Linked DNA regions of Mus musculus: region 1 is linked to region 2. A link is a contact called in public ChIA-PET data. All regions are on one chromosome and are shown on one strand. Each heading gives the region's core, a stretch centred on a gene start, on an enhancer-like site or on the middle of the called end of the contact. The rest is flanking DNA. Distances are from core to core; before and after follow the strand shown.

Region 1 (4,653 bases), core at 1,306-3,805, 420 kb after region 2:
TTGCTATGAGAAGGTTTCTGCTTAATATTCAGTCTCATCCTCTGAGTTATTAATAGGAACTAGTTAACAGCAACAGTTTCTAAATTGTGCTGATGGATGCCCCTGGAAACAACCAGCGAAGCTTCAATCTTCCTATCTGGATTTTCTCACAACAGAATGCCTGTTGTGCCTTGCCACTGGGTCACTTGTTCTAGGGAAAGGCAGTCTGCCTGTTCGAATGCTTTAAAACATGCCATTTCAGAAATATATCTTCTTAGTGATTCTTCCGGTAGTGTACAGGACTCGTGTTTCACACTCCTGAGCAAGTGAGTCCTCGCTGGAGGGACAGGAATATTGGGGCTGCCCAGCCCAGGAGGTGCTGTCCCTGCTTCGAGGTGTTTATGACCAGTAGCTAAATAACCAAACTTCACTCTTCACCAGCTCTTCACTAACGCCAGAAACCTTTGAAAGGTTATCATTATAATATCAGTGTTACCAAGTGCCCACAGTAAGCCACACAAAGAAATGACTTCATTCATTGTTCTAAAACAGAAGCATCCCAACTGATAGGAAACGTAACTAAGCATGACCATTTTAGAGAAACAGAAGTTAAGGTTCAGAGAGATTAAATTGCTTTCCTGAAAATTACTAGTTATTAAGCAGTGGGTCTGGGACTCAAAGCCCACCTCTTGGTCACTGTACCCATCACTGAGAGTGTAACACTTGATTTAATGTTCTGTCACTGTGTTGAAATGGTTAACACTGCCTGTGTAGGAGTTCTATATTTTTATTTTGCAATGAGCTTCTCAAATCCCGTAGCCAGCCTTGACTATACTGCATTTCGTGACACCCTGGGTAGATACTGCATATGAGGGCAGGGTTTCAACAATGTCCACACATTCTGCAACAGTTCTTTCAAAAGACAAAGCTGATTTCCACCCACACTTGACTCCGTCATGCCTTCTAATGAATGGCATCTGGCAGAAGGAAGGGTGTGTGTTTAAGAGTACTATAAAGAAGCACTGCAGCTTGTGCCTTGCCACTGAGTCATTTGCTCTAGGGAAAGGCAGATATCATATCATGAGGATGCTCAGTCAACACGTGGAAAGGTCCACGGGGTGAGGGACTAAGGCCTTGTAAAGCCCAACCAATTCCTTTTTTAAAAAGAAACTCCATTTTGTTCGAGGCCAGGGGCTAAACTCCAGTTCCAGGAATAAAGTCAGAGTCCTCCTGAGCAAGTACCCTATGACAACCCATCCCCCTTAGCAACAGCCAGTGAGGCTACAATAGCAGGGTCAAGATAACTCAAGACATCCTGCAGAGAATAAGTAACTTATCCATCCTGGTGGTCCGATGGCTTCGTTCTCATCTTCAGTTCCTACGGAGTACAGCAGAAATGTAGTTTTTAAAATATTAACTTGCTGACCTGTATAGATGCATGCCCCAAGTTTGCTGTATCCGCAATACAAATCCTGAACCCCTAGACTCAGGGCTCTCACTCTGACCCACTATGATGGTGAGAGAGACCTTGCTCACAATAAAGACCGTTACATGGTTTACATTGGAATTGGCTCCTTAGTGGTCTTTGGGTACATGCAACTTGGGCTTAACAGCCTCCTGACAGCAATCATTTAAATCAACTCTCTCAAATCTTGAAAACCTTGGCTGCCTGACTCCTCACCCAGCACTTGCCTTCTGAGAGGGAACCATCTAGACGCGCCACTTAATTACTGATACTCAGGAACTATGTCATAAGTTTGTTGTTTTGAGCTAGGATAATTTATTTTATGTAGTAATGGATAATTCATATATTATGTAATGGTACAATATTATATGTTTGGTACAGTATTATAATTGATTTGATTATGCCATTTCAGACCCTGTAGGCATTTAATCCATGGGACACTGTAGGAATGCTCTTCTGTGAGCAACAGAGGGTTTCTCTCCACCCTTTCCTTGTGCCAAGGTCTTCTTTTAATTTGGGCCATGGCCTTTGACATTGTGTCTGATTCTTAATTCAAAGACTACCAAACATGCTCCTCCCACAAAGAGCGGCCTCCCTTCTAATTGACCAGTGTTGCTCCAGTTACGAGTCATGTCATACCTCTGTGACGTGGCCTAGAGTTGCAGCTCAAGATTTTATAGCCATATTTATACCGCCTGCACAGCATGGAATGAGGCCAGCAGAAGTTGCACCCCATGGCTCTATAATCTGCTCTAGTCACCCAGTTTGGAATAGGACTGATTAGAGGAGCTTCGAGAGATAAGCCATCGAGGCTATGGCCTAGCTCCATGTCCTTGTTCTGTAGGATCCCGTCTCAGTGATGAGTGAGAAGGTTAGTGGCTTGTGCAATACCAGTAGACACACTTGAAAAGTGAGTCCCTCCCTGCCTATGCAGTAACATCAGAGCATGAGGGTCCTAAGTGTAATTTCTGATCCAGCAAGCTAGACGTTTAAAACCTGATGGGTGATGACCACAGTGTCTGGGACTTCCTCTCACTGTGTACCATTCAGAGGGCAGATGCGAAACAGGAACATGAACAATAGATAGAGTGGTCTGCCACTTCCTCTTTCTGCACGTCGGGGAAGTTTCATTCACCAAAACAAAGTTATCACTGCTCTGTAAAGTGACAACTATGTCACTTTACAGCACTGTGTCAATACAGAAAACCAGACAGTCACAGCTCCCTGGCACAGAGGCACCCAGGAAGTGGGAACTGTCTAGTGTTAGAGAATAAAGTGAAGATGACTTACTGAACCACCATCCTCCACTTTTAATTCAACTTTATAAGGCAAAACTGGTAATGGGTTGGAAATAAAGGAGAGAGCACAGTGGTGGGAGAAAGCAGGACTCTATGATCATCACTGCACTACAGAATCCACCCTAAGCTCTGATCTCAAGGCAAACCCTTCACTTTAAATGAGCCTATTATGCTCACAGCAGATGCAGCCAAGAACAGGAAAAGCCAGGTCTGCCCCACTGAGCATTTTTCAACAGAAGGCTTAGGGAATTTGTTTACTATCCTGATAACCTTTACTCCAGACCAATGGCCCTCCTCTGGTTCTGTTTTTAAAACCTGAGTTTGTCAGATGAGGAAGGCTAAGCCAATTAGCCAGCTGAGCTAAGTCAGAGTTTAAGAGGAGTCCCTAGAGAAGGCCCCATCCTGCCTCTCATGTCAAATCTATCCTAACGTGGTGTCTCCAGAGGTAGAACCACAAAGACACTCCATGAGGACATTGGCCCGCCTCTGATTTGGTTTTACATTTTCTCTTTGTGTTGTCTTTGTAAGGTATGATGATTATGATGTTTGAGCCTGTCTTCCCAAATACAGCTCCTAACACATGATTTCAGAGTTCACAGAAAGAAGGGAGAATTGAGAAATGGACACGTGTAATGGGATTAAATGAGACTTGGTTTTGCCGAGTTCCCGGTGGTTCTAAACACAGCCTATATGATCCCAAACAACAAGAGCCATTCTGCAGTTTGCATGATTAGTTAATGAGCACCTACTAAGCACATGGAACTGAGGTAGTGCATGATACTCTAAGAACATTACACTTCTATTTCATGCACAGAGTCTTTCAGCTCCTTCTAAAGCTGAAGACAGAAACAATCTTGTCTTTAACTTCAGCAGAAAGTTCCACACAGAGAATATTTTTCAAAGTATCTTCTCTCCCATGGAAAGGTTCTCTAAGCAGGCACTGCCTATCTTTACGAATAAATTGTTTTTAAAAGTTTACCTCACAGCTCATATGCAAATTCTTATTGGTAGATAAGAGAATAACTAATTGCAGTAGATGAAGAAGTTTTCTTACATGATGCATTTAGATACCGTTATGGGAATCTTTGGGGTGGGAGGGAAATGAGAGAAATTTTATAATTCAAGGATATGGACCTTTCCACACACCCTCTTTTCCTTATAATTAACTTATTTCCTCACTGAAGAACAACACATTTCCTCAAGCTAATATAAAATATATTAATAACAAAGAACCTCTGCTCCTTCTATCTTGGAAGTAAACCCTACAAAGCTCTTGGGATAAATTCTGGGAGCACCACGCAGTTCTTTGAAAGCTGGAATTTGTATCTTTAGAGCGTTTGTGAAAGAAACGTAGCTCAGTGCCCTCTGGAGTCACTTGTTGTCTACCACAGGCTGCAGTAGTTATATTGAAAAAAGCGAGCATAGAATGTTTGAAAACATTGTTCTGAGGTATGCTCCTCGGGGCTCTCTCAGAACATGCTCCAACAAGCTCTTCCTAGCCAAGGAGAACTCCTCTGGGACTCAGAAAACCTTTACCATCCCAATACAGGTCTTTTAGGAAATTTGGGAAAGGGAGAGGGAAATGAAACTATTTTCCCAAGGCAAAGACTTCTGGTTAGTAGGAACAAGTATAGAGTCTGGAAGTAAAATAATTGAATGGCCTTTCTGATTTTAAACATGTCTTTTTTAAAAACGCATTTCCGGCATGTGGGAGACGTGGGTAAATAGTTGGTAAGTGACAGTAATGTTGTAGTGTGGATGACCTGGGATGAAATATTCTTTTTTGAAACAGTTCGTTTTTTATTCAGAGTGTCTTCCAGTCTTAATTTTATTGACCTTACAGGTGGCTTCAATTTTTTTCAAAAGTGTGATGTGACTTCTATTTTTATGTATTCAAACCTACTTCAATAT
Region 2 (4,157 bases), core at 1,459-3,958:
CACACCCAAAAGCAGGCTCCTGCTGCTGCTGTGTTAACCTCTGCTACAGACTTGGTCCTGTCTAAGATGCTGTGATGTCAATGAAAAGTGACTACCTGGGTCGATGGTGGGAAAGTGCCCCCCCCCCCAAATTCAAGTCAAGCTGTTTCCATTAAGCTGAAATATAAACCAGGCATCAGGAGGACAAGCAAAGGAAAAAGTAACGTTGATAGAGAGCCTTGTGTCTGTAAGCACAGCGGCACTGAGCTAACTCAGCTCAAGACAGCAGCTAAACCAACCTCTAATATCAGGTGTGCCTTTCCTCTAATCCAGACGTACATCATGAACATATTAAGTTCTCACCATTTTTACTAGCCGTCTTCGTCCCTCAAAACTACGTATCAGAAGGCAGATGAATTCCACGTCCCTTGGAGAAAGGACGGGAGGACAGTTACAGAAGACTTTGGTGTGACTGTTGTCAGGAACCATGGATGTGATTAATGCTTTACTGTGGAAATCGATCAAAATGTGTCTATGTTCGACTGGTGACCTGTGCAGTTCTCTCATTCTGTGTCCCCAAACAAATAACATCTCTAATCTTTCTGTTCTCTGGCTGTAAAACAGGCTCAATAACTGTATTCACAGTTGGGTATAGTGGCTGTCCTGTATTTTCAGAACTTGGCAGGCTTGCACAAGAGGTTGCCAAAAGTTCAAGGCCAGTCTGAGCTAGAGACTGAGAGCCCAGGTTACAGAGAAGGACCTTTTCTCAAAAAACAAACAGATAACAACAATGATATTTGTACCTGTGATGTTCTGATAATAAGATGAAATAAGAGGAGCATGGTACTTAGAACAATGCCAACAAAATGTTAACTAAGAACAATAATGATTTCCTAGTAACACCAGAGTAGACACCAAATCACTGAAGACCACTAATCTAATGGTCTCGAGTTCCATGTTTAGCAAAATCATTTCACTGTTGAAATGGTTCCCTTACAGTGCTGACGTTAGCCCCTCCTGTGCTCGTTTTTAAGTTAGCATATGTTAAGAGCAACATATGAATTAATAATTAGAAAAGCATTTACCTTAAGTTGCATAATATTTGGTTCAGCACTCTTGGACAGCTCATTCCACAGCTTTGGGTCTCCAAGGAAACTGGGTTGGCAGCTGAAGAGCAGGGCTAGTGGAGCTACCTGCCCAGCCCATTAGGTGGGACCAACCTACGGGCTCACAGATTGCCCACTCCTTCCAGAAAGCCCCAATACATCCCCCCACACCTTGTTCATGAATTTCAAACTGCTCTGGCTCCTTTTTCTTGGTAAAGCAGCCCTCAGTGTTAGTCAGTGACCTCAGCGGACCCAACAGCCACCTGTTTTCCTGCACGTGGCTTCAATTGACTGGGCTTGAGTAATTTCACAGCAAGGTAATTACATCAACAGGTTGGCTCAGGTTTTGTGCAAACTTAGAACCTGTTTTGCACGGTGCAGTTTTAGTGTGGACCATCTTTCCAATATATATACATATATTGTCTACAAGCTATTGGCTCTGAGAAGCATTTACATTTTAATTAGGAGTTTTCAACCCCCCCCCCCTTCTACTCAGTCAAGCTGCTTATTTTCTTCCTTCTGGCAGCTTCAGAGGAAACAGTTTAGGTTGCCTTGTCTTGCCAAGCCACTGAACCAAAGCGCAGTGCCTTGCAGAAGCACGAAATCAAGTCCTGATTCATCAAATGTGCTTCTTGTCCAGGCTTTTTCATGGGGACTCTGAAATGAGCTGCTTTCCTTGCCTCCTCCTGTTCTCTGGGAGAAGCAACCTTTTAATATAGCGCATACATTCAGCGTTCATTGAACTTGTTCAAGAAATGAGCTTACTTTTGGTGTATCATCTCAGACAATGTTCTTAATCATTTAATCCTTTTCTTTATTTACAAAGAAATACTACTGCCAAGAGGTAGTGGCACATGCTTTTCATCCTAGCACTTGCACTTGGGAGGCAGAAGCAAGAGGATCTCTATGAGTTTGAGGCCAACATGGTCTACAGATCCAGTTCCAAAATAGCCAGGGCTATTACACAGAGACCCTGTCTTGAAGAAAAAAAAGAAATGCTGTTAAACATTATCCGGTCTGTCTTAGTCAGGGTTTCTATTCCTGGACAAAAAACATCATGACCAAGAAGCAAGTTGGGGAGGGAAGGGTTTATTCAGCTTACACTTCCACACTGTTGTTCATCACCAAAGGAAGTCAGGACTGGAACTCAAGCAGGTCAGAAAGCAGGGCCTGATGCAGAGGCCATGGAAGGATGTTTCTTACTGGCTTGCTTCCCCTGGCTTGCTCAGATTTCTTACTTATAGAACCCAAGACTACCAGCCCAGGGATGGTCCCACCCACAAGGGACCCTCCAACCCTTGATCACTAATTGAGAAAATGCCCCACAACTAGATCTCATGGAGGCATTTCCCCAACTGAAGCTCCTTTCTCTGTGATGACTCCAGCCTGTGTCAAGTTGACACACAAAACCAGCCAGTACACAGTCCCATCCTCCTTCTAAAACATACAGAAAGCATTCCCTTGATGACACACAGCTGTCACCAAGCATTAGTCTTTGGACTATGTGCTGACACCCACAAGGGCTCCAGATTAGAAGGACCGCTGTTCTCAGCATTAGCTCGTCCTGCACTGGTGCCCCTGCACTCTAGCTCTGGCTTCATGTCTTCCTGTTTCTTTCTCTTCTCACTTGTTATTTCTGATCTGCCATGAGTTAGGAAATGACTTAAGTGTGTTTCCTAGAACAAGGGGCTAGACCAGCCTGTTCCTAGAATTCAGTGCCTGGTGTAACACTTCACAAGTGAACTTCATAAACATCAGCACATGCTTGCTATTAGTTAGGATGCTTACAGCTAGAAATAACTCATAAGAGCTTCAATCTAGGAATACATTGCCCCCTAGTTCTGTCTCCTCCTCATGGTTGGGTTCATCCTCCTGGTAGTAGCAATATGACTTGGCGGTCAGAGACACATCAGGGTTCCAAAAATGGAGAGATGGTAGCAACTGCTGTACCTCTTTCAAGGTAAAGGCAAGTGTTTCCCAGCTGACTACCTACTCCAGATCCGGTGTTACCTTCTTCTAAACTCACCACTGGCTTGGAATCTAGACTTCTGGGGAACCAGCTGAATGCCCTTAAGAAAAAAAAGAAGTGTGGACACTGGAAGTGGACCAGAATGCTTGCTCGAAATGGGCTGTTCTGCTGCTGATCTCTAAAAATAGCTTCCCTGGCTTGGAAGCTGTGTCTGCAAGTGGCTCACATTTGGAGCAGATCACTTTTAGAAATGTCAAGAATTGTGGGAGATAAAATTGAATAGTTTCCGGGGACATTTAGTTGGCATAAACAGAGAACTGGAGACAAGGTTTGATGTGGATCCTCTGTGACTATTATGGCACTTGAGTTAGTAGAGCAAAAGTCTGCACAGTGCATCACACACACACACACACACACACACACACACACACACACACACGCTCAAAACACAGTGACAAATGTGGCCTTGGATTTTTATGCTGGCCCAGAATCCTTCCAACCGTCGTAGGCAAGTGTGTCAAGCAGCAGTGATGGCCTATCCCGTGTTTTCTTCTCGGGGAACACTACAAAGGTATTTCACAGATACTTCAGTGTTAAGCGACATCATAATACCTCATCTCCTTGGATTAGAATGAGTTGGAGCATGAAAGCCCCTCCCCTCTCCACAAAGCTCAGTACACAAAGCACTAACTGGTCACACAAAGCAAGGAAATGGACAAGGACTTATTTTTGGTCCAATTTCCATCTGGTCAAACTTGCTACTATGTCTGCTTTCTCACAGAGCATATGCAGAATGTGTGGTTCTTGCTCATGCCTGAAAGATTAGAGTGACCTAGTGTGGTACAAGGACATATTCCAGAAGGCAGACTGGCTCCAGAAAGCATCAGTTTCTCCTCCCACTCCAGAACCTTTGTGCACTGTCAGCACGTCAAGCTGTGAGAGGCAATGCCAAGATGTCTCAGATTTCAGAAACCATGGCAGTTGATTTGATCAGAACAATTTACCCGAATGAAACTTCACCAAATACAGCTTGGCCAAAACCAAAGTATTTGTAGTTTAGTTTAAAATTTATTTTAAAGACAATCTGTTCAACAGAACAATTA

Evidence for each region. ChIA-PET counts read pairs in DNA pulled down with a chosen protein or histone mark.
Region 1: a contact with region 2 is called in an RNA polymerase II ChIA-PET map of memory CD8 T cells, with 9 read pairs. The contact joins two enhancer-like sites. A contact is called at or near these places in 3 of 39 promoter capture datasets (liver, pre-B cells and stem cell-derived epiblast-like cells) and 2 of 115 datasets of contacts at active chromatin or transcription factors (memory CD8 T cells and microglia).

The regions. Positions count from the first base shown.
Region 1 is chr1:51,932,171-51,936,823 of GRCm38.p6, forward strand. No RefSeq gene overlaps it. Among named protein-coding and RNA genes, the nearest start is that of Gm33795, 18 kb to the left of the region's middle. Within about 2 kb of position 2,556, at least 117 of the 459 cell types and tissues checked have an H3K27ac peak or open chromatin away from gene starts, as enhancers often do. A contact at or near this core is called in liver and memory CD8 T cells, where this site is marked.
Region 2 is chr1:51,511,898-51,516,054 of GRCm38.p6, forward strand. All of the region lies in intron 3 of Gm17767 (predicted gene, 17767), which reads right to left. Among named protein-coding and RNA genes, the nearest start is that of Nabp1, 36 kb to the left of the region's middle. Within about 2 kb of position 2,709, at least 57 of the 459 cell types and tissues checked have an H3K27ac peak or open chromatin away from gene starts, as enhancers often do. A contact at or near this core is called in liver and memory CD8 T cells, where this site is marked.